Regions from separate parts of the Arachis hypogaea genome. Here region 1 is linked to region 2. The links are chromatin contacts, called in public Hi-C maps. All regions are on one chromosome and are shown on one strand. The core of a region is the stretch at or near the end of the contact, and the rest is flanking DNA. Distances in the headings are between cores, read along the strand shown. Region 1 has its middle 9.8 kb from the start of LOC112734124. Region 2 holds the start of LOC112734104 (cytochrome B5).

Region 1 (5,439 bases), core at 154-2,653, 71 kb after region 2:
ATAATTAATTAAAAGAATCTTATCTCTGAAATGCAATTTGCATTCTGAATAAGATTTCGGTCATTATCATTATCATTGTGATTGGATTAGACCGTAATTTGCTCTATTCTTTTTCCAATTTATCTTTTATCTTTTTTCTTTTTATAGCATTGTATAATACTCTTCGTCTTTCTTTTTGCTTCTTTATTTTAATATGATAAGATCTCGGTGATGAAAATTATAATGGAGTACCAAAATCACACAATTAAAACTTTTTTTTGATAGGATACAAATATTTTATGATAAGAATGTAATTTGTTTAAAAAAAAACAATATTATACTATATATACACTATAAATTAATCATTATTAGTAGTCATTATACACACGCATATATATTGTATTTTTAATATATTTTTATTAATTATATATATTATGTATATACAAAAAATTAATTACTAAATTAAATATTAATATAAAATATAAATTAAAATATAAAAATATATATTTATACATAAATATACGGTAATTAATTTAATGATTAATTTTTAGGGTGCGGATAATATTTTTCTGATATTTTATAATATCTAGTTTTTTGTCTACGGTTATTGATTTGAGGCAGCATCATAACATTTCAGCTATAGAGAGAATCATAGCATCCACAAAGAATGAGGATGATAAGCCCAAATTGGTGAATCACCATTAGTGGAGGCCTAAAAAAGTGTACCCTAAAATTTTCAGATTCAACAAGTTGTTCCATCTTTTTCTCAAAGTTTGTAGCTTGGTTATAGGCCTAATCATCATAAGCCCAAAAGTCAACTTTTAATTCAATTGCATATGTACAAAAGTCTTATACACTATCACCATGTTAGTGAATTTAGATTTGGTCATGGTTATTATTGCTTCTCATTGTTGATCAAGATTAGGAAATTCACCTTCCATTGTAGTGACTAAGTCTTTTGCTATGGAAGTTTCATGATAAAGTAATTAAATTAAGCCTCATGGTTTTTTAGTGTCTATCTCTAACAAGAAGTTACAACTAGAGACAGATTTATGTTAAATATTCTCCTACTAAAATTTATTTGTCTTCATTGTGTTATTAAATTTGACTTTTTTATTTGTTATGAAATTTATTTTGTTGCCATATTATATTATTTTGTGTCAAAATTTTTTAGAATCACTAGTTATAATCATAATTATACGACTATAATATTTTATTTTATGATGGAAACATGGACATGGTGTCACCCTTTTTTTTTTTCAAAAAATCGTTGATTAATATTAAAAAAAAAAAACGGAAAACCCTAATCGTTGGTTTTTGTTTTGGTTTTTTTTTAACGGATTTTGGTCCAATATTGCTCCTACTGTTTTATTTTTGGTCCATGATCAGACTCCCTTTTCAGCCACAGCCAAACTTTAAAAAAGATGATTCCCTAGTCCAAAAAATATTATTCCTCTTTTTTTGTGAGCCCATTATGATCTTGATTGGGTTGAACTTATTTGGCCCATATTTTATGATTTTACTTCCATGATATTTGTTTTTTCTTGGTCCAGCCAACTTAAACAGGGCTAAAGAACCAAACAAATTGAGGATAAGCACATTATATATATATATATATATATATATATATATATATATATATTGAAGATAAGCAAGCAAAGATACCGTAAAATAGGTCTTAAAAAGTTTCGCCCAAAATATTTTTTATTACATTGAGATTTATATATTTTACAAAAGTAAGATATATAATTTTTTTATTATATTTTTAAAAATTTATTTGTCTAAATAAAAACAACAAATTTAAATAATATAAGAATTTTTGTCTTATTTTTATAAAGTTTAAAAATCTTAATATAATAAAAAAAATTTAAAAACAAAAACATTTTTGACACAATTTTTTAAAAATCTATTTAAATATATACTCTAGTAAATATATAGGGTGTAAGCTAACTAACAAAAAAAAGGGGCTAACGGGCTTTTGTCTTAGAAATAGAACTATACCTAACACAAACAAAAAGATAATATTAGAGCCATACCTTTTAAATTTTTTTCTCTAATATTAACCAATAAAAAAATTTCTTCAAGGGAAAAGTGTAGTAGAACTTTTTCGATAGACTTATAGGTTTTTTCTTAAAAAAAAGACACCAAATAATTTTGTGAACAAGTTTTACTATTGATTTATAAGTCTCCAAACCTTGTAGACACATTTCATCCTTTCAAGAGCCTTCTATCTTATTCTATTGGTGGAGACTTATATGGCCTTATATTGCCTAAATCGCTCAACCTACATTTGATGCAAGACAACAAAAATAGAAGAAAAAAATGTGAAAAAGTAAATCCAGTTATTGAATAAAAGTAGTTACTAATTATATTTTCACTTAGGAATATTTTTTATGTTTATTTTGAAAAAAATTAAAAATATTTAAAAAGTTATTTTATAATTTTTAAAAATTTTTAAGGACTGTTCAGATTTTTTTTATTCTTTAAGAACTAAGTTGTTCAATTTAAATAAGTAGACACTTGATGACTACGTGTGTGATCGAGTTAACGTTTTATATTGGGTGACTAATGAAAAAGAAGTGTATTGTCTAACAAAAATAAATATTAAGAATTATTTTTAGGCTCAGTTTGAAAAAGTTGCTTAATTAAGCGTTTTTAAAAAAAATAGTTTAAATAATAAATGACTATATTAAAAGTTAATTATAAATAAGTTATTTTGTATTTGAATTTTTAATTTTAAAAGTGCTTATTTTAAAAGAAATGTGATAAAAGTTTTTTAATATGAGAGAAGTAATTTTTTTTAACTTCTCTATAAACTTTTAAATAACTTCTTAGAAAGCTGCAATTTTGTTTTTTAAGTTTTTAAATAACTTCTTAAAAAGCTGCAATTTGGTTTTGTCAGCATACCAGACATTAATACTATTATTTTTCATAAATCAAAAATTCAAAAAATTACTTTTGAAGCTTCTAAAACAAACCCTTAGTATTTCAAAGCCTAAAAGACTAAAGTATTTGAATTTAAAAATTTAAAAGATCGATTTAAATAATTACTTTTATTTTCGCTAGTATGATATTACAAATTATATAAAATGATATAATTAATTAATTAATTAAAAGTATGAATACTTTACTATATTATAAAACAAATACTTTATATTACGTCGAAGTTGATTGCAACATAGAACAGTAATTTGCAACAAAAGAACAAAGAATCTAAGAAGACCAACAGGAAAAGGAAAGAACAGCCTGGACTTTGTTTTAATTTTGATCCTCGGCCTATTGCTATTTCTAGTATAGTCTTTGAAACAAGAAGAATATAAAAAATAATTTAATATAAAATCTCTTTGGCTTGAATGTTCTAGTATATAGAAGTTTGATATGTCCTCCTATCATAGGTGGTCTTGTGTCCTACATGATTATATATATATATATATATTGAATTGGAGTCATGTAAGATATTATTCTGTGGGATTATTTTTATATATTATTATACTACAATTAGTTTATCAGGGAGTATATACTCAACTATTTTGTTATGTTAACATCATATTCTTGCATTTTTCTATGTTCTTTGCCTAATTTAGAAATGTTCTCTTTCAATTTTTATATGTTCATTATTTTTTTTTATGAAAACAAAGTAAAAAATAAAAACAAATTTCCTTCCTCTTTTATTTTATATAGATTTTTTACAAATTTCCTTCCTCTTTTATTTTATATAGATTTTTTTTGGTATATATTAACATATATAGATAAAATAATGGAGATATAAAGTGCTCAATTTTTTCCACTTTACCGTTCCAAGATATTGTTTTTGAAAAAAATTGTATTTGAAGTATAAATATAAATATGATGAGTAATAATTTGTTTGATATATAATTTTTATTATTGTTCGGTTGTTCGCGTGCCAAATGGGTCGAGTTGGTAAGGTGAGCAAGATGTGGAGAAATATGGACCTGGCTGCCGGTGGACAAGCGGATCTCCCGAGTCGGTGTCGAAAGGTGATGGACTGGAGCCTCGCGATCTTTCGAACTGTTGCGGTGTAGAGGGGGAGCCACCTGCAAAGAGGACTCCGACGCTCAAGTTAGAATCTGTACAAATGGCAGAATAGGTGGGTAGATAGTGACGTATCTCTGAGGAGGGGTAAGACCCTCTCCTACCTTATATACCCTGTGTCTTAGGACGGGTCCCACAGGATAATTGTACTTTTCAAAAAAATTTCTCCTCCCAACTATCATGAACCTTGTTGGAGGAGAGAAAATGTCCGGATGTTTTTCTTAGATTGGTTATCAGCAATTCACCAGATCGGCCACTCAGACCAGGGCGCTGCCTCAGGCAGGCCGGCCTGGAACAATTATATTTTTGTTCTTCCAAAAAAATATACTAGACAAGACGCTCAAACAAAAAAAAAATTGTTTCATCCAAAAATATTTAAATTACTCCCAAGTATATTTTGATTTCTATTTTTATAAAAGTACTTATTCTAAAAATTTAAATTAATAGATAAAAAATATATGAAATCTAATATTATATCTAACATTCATTTCATTTATTTTTTGTCTATTTAAAAAAAAATTAAACACAGTAATATAAAATTAATATTCTAACTAAAAATAAAGAAAAAAATATATAAATAATTATATGTTTGATATACTATTAAAAAAAATTTCAAAAGCTAATATTATAAACAATACATAATAATATGACCAAACATATTTCTAATTACTTTTTCATCAACAAAACATAATTAGATTCATTCCTTTTTGATGTATCTATACATATATGTTCCTTAATTCCCCCTCTACCTCTAATAAGGATTAGCCTCTATTTTTCTCCATCCTTAGCCAAACTTTTAAAAATATCAAAACCATAATCATATCAACTTCTCAATATACACGTATCAAACTCTCTAACAAATCATCTTTTTTACTTATTATTCCTTACTATCTAGCTACCTTAATTACATGCAATAATAATTTCCTTTCAACATACATAAGAGTAGGTTCATCATGAAATTAAAAAGTCTTCACTATGATGATAAATATGAACCCATTATTTTACGATTAGTCCTATGACTATCACAAATTTTTGGCCACATATATTATACACGTACATGACTAATGATTATTTAAGTTGTCCAAATGTGGAGGAACTAGACAAAGACCAAACTTAGGGGAACTGTTTGAAAGCAATAGCGAAAAAATAATAAAACGACAACAAGACATTCTTATTATTTGTACAAATTATTAGGTTGGCAATATCAGGTTTTGTTCCTTTTCAATGTTATATACATACATATATTGTATTTAACCCATTGGAAGCACTACATATATACAACATGGTATCATAATCCATCTTATTAACCCTTTTTTTTTGTGCATACAACATAAAATTTGTTAATTCAAAACACTTTTGGAATAAGATTTTTTTTATTTAATATTAGAGATATAATTATTTATATAA
Region 2 (4,787 bases), core at 1,768-4,267:
TATTATTATTTTTTTATGCCTGCTATGTGATGTGAGTACCTACAAGATTGTTACTTAATGTTTGTCTTATCAGAAGAATAGAATAATCGGATAGGGAAACTAAAAAGTAAAAACAGAGAGGAAAACAAAAAATTCCAAAGTGAAAGGAGGTGAAAATATTTTACACACTGTTGCCAAATTGCCATGTAGATGACTCTGGTAAAAGAATAAGTATTTTACACACTGTTACACACTGTTTGAACATTATATTACAATTTTAACAGATTTTTAATAGTTTGGGCCTAAGAGTAGATCCATCAAAGGCCCAATAAGACTTAAAAAAATGAAGCATCTCCAAAATAATCAGCTTGTAACAAGGCTAAGGCATGGACGGCTAGCAATAATCTTTACACGCACAAAAACCTCATTTACATTAACGGGTCACGTCCTGATCAAAACAAAGTTTTCCTATCATGTGTTTTAGACAACCAACTTGCAAGCCCAAAAATAAAAAACAACCATCTTGTAACTGATGTTTTAATTGAGTGATTTTTGACCAAAAAAAAAAATTGAGTGATTAAATATATTGTCTTTTAACTAAGTTGGGTTGGTTAAGTGATTAGCTCACTAGTCCGCTTAAGCAAGTGTCGGGGGTTCGAATCCCGTCTTGTGCATGCAGCAATCCATTGGCCAGCGACAAACCCTTAAATGAAGCTCAGTACCGCAACCGATTAGTCCTTGACTTGCCGGATTAGGGGATACCGTAGGAAACAAAAAAAATATATATTGTCTTTTAATATGTTAATTCGAATTTGAATTCTAACAATGGTGGAGTAGTTGATAAAATTCTTAAATATGTGTATGAGTATGTGAAGGTGATGTAATACCCAAGATTGAGAGTTATTCAATCCATAACTTTGAGTGATTTTAATGATAAAATTTTGCTAAGTAGACAATGGGAGGGATAAACAACATGAACAACAGACTGTACTTCTAGGTCCAATAACTAAGAAAAAATATTCCAATCCAATTTCACTTTTACATTTCACCTTTTTTATTACCTATTTTCACCCACACCAAATTCTAAACCCTATTTTCACTTCAGCCTCCTATCGCCACCTCCTCTGAAACACTGTCCACCTTTGTCAGTCAAGAAGCTGCAGTGTGCCGTCATTGCCACCTCGCCTAGAACAAAGACGTTGTTCTGTCGCTGCTCCACGCCGCACTGCTGTCTTTCCACGCCGCATCGTCGCCTCTCTTCCACGCCGCACCATTGCATCTCCATCTCCCCTAAAGCCTGCAAAGTGCCATTGCTACCTCTGTCTTTGCTCTCCACAGCGGAACTGTGCATCTTTTCCCAACAACCACGCATTTATGACGAGTGAGAAGGCCGCCAATCACCCCACTACGCCACGCACAACTACACTGCTCTACTACTATCTGCGATGCACATTCCTGCCAAGGAAGAAGGGCGCCCATCATACAGCTGTACCGCGACGACGCGACGCATCTCTATTTCGTCTTCGTCTTGTTTCACTCAAATGGTACGACACAAATAAACATTCACATCCTAGTTAAAAGAACCATCCGCATAAATAGTAAAATGAATATTCTACGGAGCATGTGCATGCAGAATCAAGCAAATCCAGTAAAATAACAATGGTATACCCAAATAAATATCCATTTTAAAACGAAAAGAACCATCCGTATAGATAGTAAAATGAACATCCGATTTAGTTGATAAAAAATAAGTAACGAGACAGCAACTGTGAGAGACACCGGAGTCACGATACAGCAGCGACGGCAGTGGCACAGAATTGCGAGAGAGTGGTTACGACAAAAATTTAAAAAAATTCAAAATTATTATTAAACCTAATTAATTCAAAATTTAATTTTTAAAATTAAAATTAATTTTTCTTTTTTAACTTATTATTTATGTCTTTGAGAAAAAGTGTTGTTCTCCTATACACAGGGACGAACCAGATGGTTATTAGGGGCATTTGTTCCCACTGTTTTTTTTTTTAAATATATACATATATAATATGCCTCAATTTTAAATTTTAAATGATTTTATTACAAATAAATTTATCCCAATTATTTAAAATCTCAAATTCACTTTATCTTTCTATCATTTTGACTATTAATTAACTTAATCAAATTTAGTCTTCTCTCATTCTCAAATCCCAGCTGTCATCACTCTTTTATTTTCTTAAATCCTCTTCTTAGTTTCAACCTTCTTTTTCTATTTTTTTTAGTGGTCATTTTTTCTTCATCAAAAAGTAAATTTTAAATTCTCTATTTTTTAATATAACTCTTTATGACTCTATATATCTTTCAATTTCATTATTTTTCTTTTTTGATAATTTCAATTACAAATTATAATTCAAGTAATTATATTTTAGGTATTAATCTAATTTTTTATTTTTTTATAAATTTATATATTTTATTTTATTCTCAATTTAGTGATCCTTATTATTTATTTGTTTATCTTTCGTTCTATTTTAGTATATGTAATTATGTTGCATATAAATTTCTAAAGTCAATTGATCAATTTACAAATTTAGAATATATATTTTTTATTTATAGAAATAATAATAAAAAAATATTTTAAAAAATATCTTTCGTTCTATTTTATTATATGTAATTTTTTTATTTTTTTTATTCGAATAATTAATGTGCACTTTTATTTTTTTGAATTTAGATTAATATATCTTTTGATAATAATGTATATTATTTTTTTCCCAATATAAATTTTTTAAGTCCGTCACTGCCTATATTTTTTTTAAATTTAATTGATAAAGAGTGCAACATTTTTTACTTAATAAAAATGATTACCTAATAAAAATTGTTTAAGAATAAGCTATTTAAAACTTAAAAAATTATTTTTTTATACAAGATAGCTAAATCTCACCTTTAATTAATGTGTATGATTCATTTGTAATTAATAATACTACTTAGTGAGTCATTTTATTTAATGAACTTTAATTTCAAAGAAGGTAACTCACCTATATTTTAATATCTCGTTAAAAACGAGGTGCATACAACTCTTATAACCAATTAAAATTTAGATTTTATTAAAAAATATAAAAATATATAAGATTCTCCCAAGTTATATAGACATAACTCATAAGTCATAACTCTTAACTCATCTCACTAGAAAATAAAAACACAATACTTGGTAAAGTGCCTGACTCATCCACTTTTTTCTGTCAATTGTCATCACTCATCTCAATGTAAGACATTTCTTTCAAACTCTTCTTGTCCATTTAAAATATAAAAATGAAGAAGTACTCTGAATGATATTTTTCTTGATATCTTCTAGTATTGGAAATTATTTTTCTCTATTATGGACTGGGTTTTATGAATAATTTTGAAGTGAGGTGTGTTTGGAATTGTATGTGAACAGTCAGAAGAAGTAACAGAAGCAACATGAGTTCAAAGATTTTTACTTTTGAAGATGTGGCTAAGCACAATCACAAGAATGATTGCTGGCTTATAATCAATGGAAAGGTAAACTTTTGACAATTACTTCTTATTCTTGATCTGTTGTTCTACATTGATCTGTTGTAGATTTTGGGTTGGATCTGATTTGTACTCATCTATGCTTCTAATAAGATGAATACATATATCTGATTCGTATGTGTTTGAGGATTAAAAAAAACAATTTTTACTGTTTGCAAGGATTGAATTGCAATATGATTGGGTTAATTTGGCATTTCTAGAATTATAGGAACACTGGATTGCCATCTCTAGAAATATTAGGTTCTGGGTTTTACCACTGGAGAGAATACTAATTGAGAGAGCATCAAAGGGAAAGGGGATTAGTCTCTTTCAGTGTACAACCTAACTATTTTACTAGTTTTGTAACTATGCCTTTGATTCTCTTAGAATTACAAGAAAGATAGTAAATTTACTGAGAAATTGTTTTGCTCTGATCTGTGGTTTCTAACTGCTTTTGGAGCACTTCCATTCACTAGGAATAATTTTAAGAAATTGTTTATTGAAAAATAGGGTTCCTATAGATGTATATTGGAAGGTTCTAGAAGTCAAAAAGGGATGGGGAAGAGGGATATCTCTGAGGGCTATTCATAAGCTTGTGCATGTTGGTATTGTTATATATAGCAAAACTGCATAGTACTTACCTGTGTGTAATGTTTGGTCTGTGATATGGTCATGTAATTCCAAACCAAAAATGTTATTCGTACACCAAAATCAGCTACTAAAATCAGCCACCAATGTGTTTGTGTATAGATATATGTGTAGTTTAATTTATTTTCAATGTGGATTTGTATTTCAACATGTATTTGATGGCTAATTTTGGTGTACACGTAGTATAGTCGAATTCAAGCTGTGGGGTAGTTAGACTCATGCTGTATTTTCCTTGATGTTCTTCTATTTTGTTTGGGCATTCACTTATTGAAAAATAAAATAAAATGTATTGATACATCAGGAAGAGTGTTTGACACTTTGACTTAACTTTCTATTATCTTAAAAGTTTTACACAAGCATCTAATTATATTGTCAGTGCATTGTAGTTAAATTCTTTATATTTATGCACTTACTTACCGAGTTGAAATGCTTTGTAAAACTATATGGCATTTGCTATCTGGGTTTGAACACAACCAACACTGCTCATTATAGATATTGCCTTAACTGTAGTATGTTGAATAAGGCTATAAATGCTGGAATTAACTCGAATCACGTCAAATTTAGGTCCCCAATTTGCTATTCAAGTTTACTTAAACTCCACAAGATTATGTTAACTCTCAAGTTTCATGCCCTTGGTGTTGAATATTAATTAGCTTGAA

The links. Hi-C and Micro-C count contacts between places; a contact is called where the count stands out from the background.
Region 1: a Hi-C map of an unstated tissue shows a contact between it and region 2, with 8 times the contacts expected there. The contact joins the enhancer-like site here to the promoter of LOC112734104 in region 2. A contact is called at or near these places in 4 of 8 Hi-C or Micro-C datasets (leaf and an unstated tissue).

What each region holds. Positions count from the first base shown.
Region 1 is chr2:4,909,363-4,914,801 of arahy.Tifrunner.gnm2.J5K5, forward strand. No RefSeq gene overlaps it. Among protein-coding and RNA genes, the nearest start is that of LOC112734124, 9.8 kb to the right of the region's middle. Within about 2 kb of position 1,404, at least 1 of the 3 cell types and tissues checked has open chromatin away from gene starts, as enhancers often do.
Region 2 is chr2:4,836,699-4,841,485 of arahy.Tifrunner.gnm2.J5K5, forward strand. It overlaps LOC112734104 (cytochrome B5), which reads left to right and starts at 3,018. Exons shown (of 4, transcript XM_025783313.3): 1 at 3,018-3,212; 2 at 3,386-3,489. The coding sequence starts at 3,409.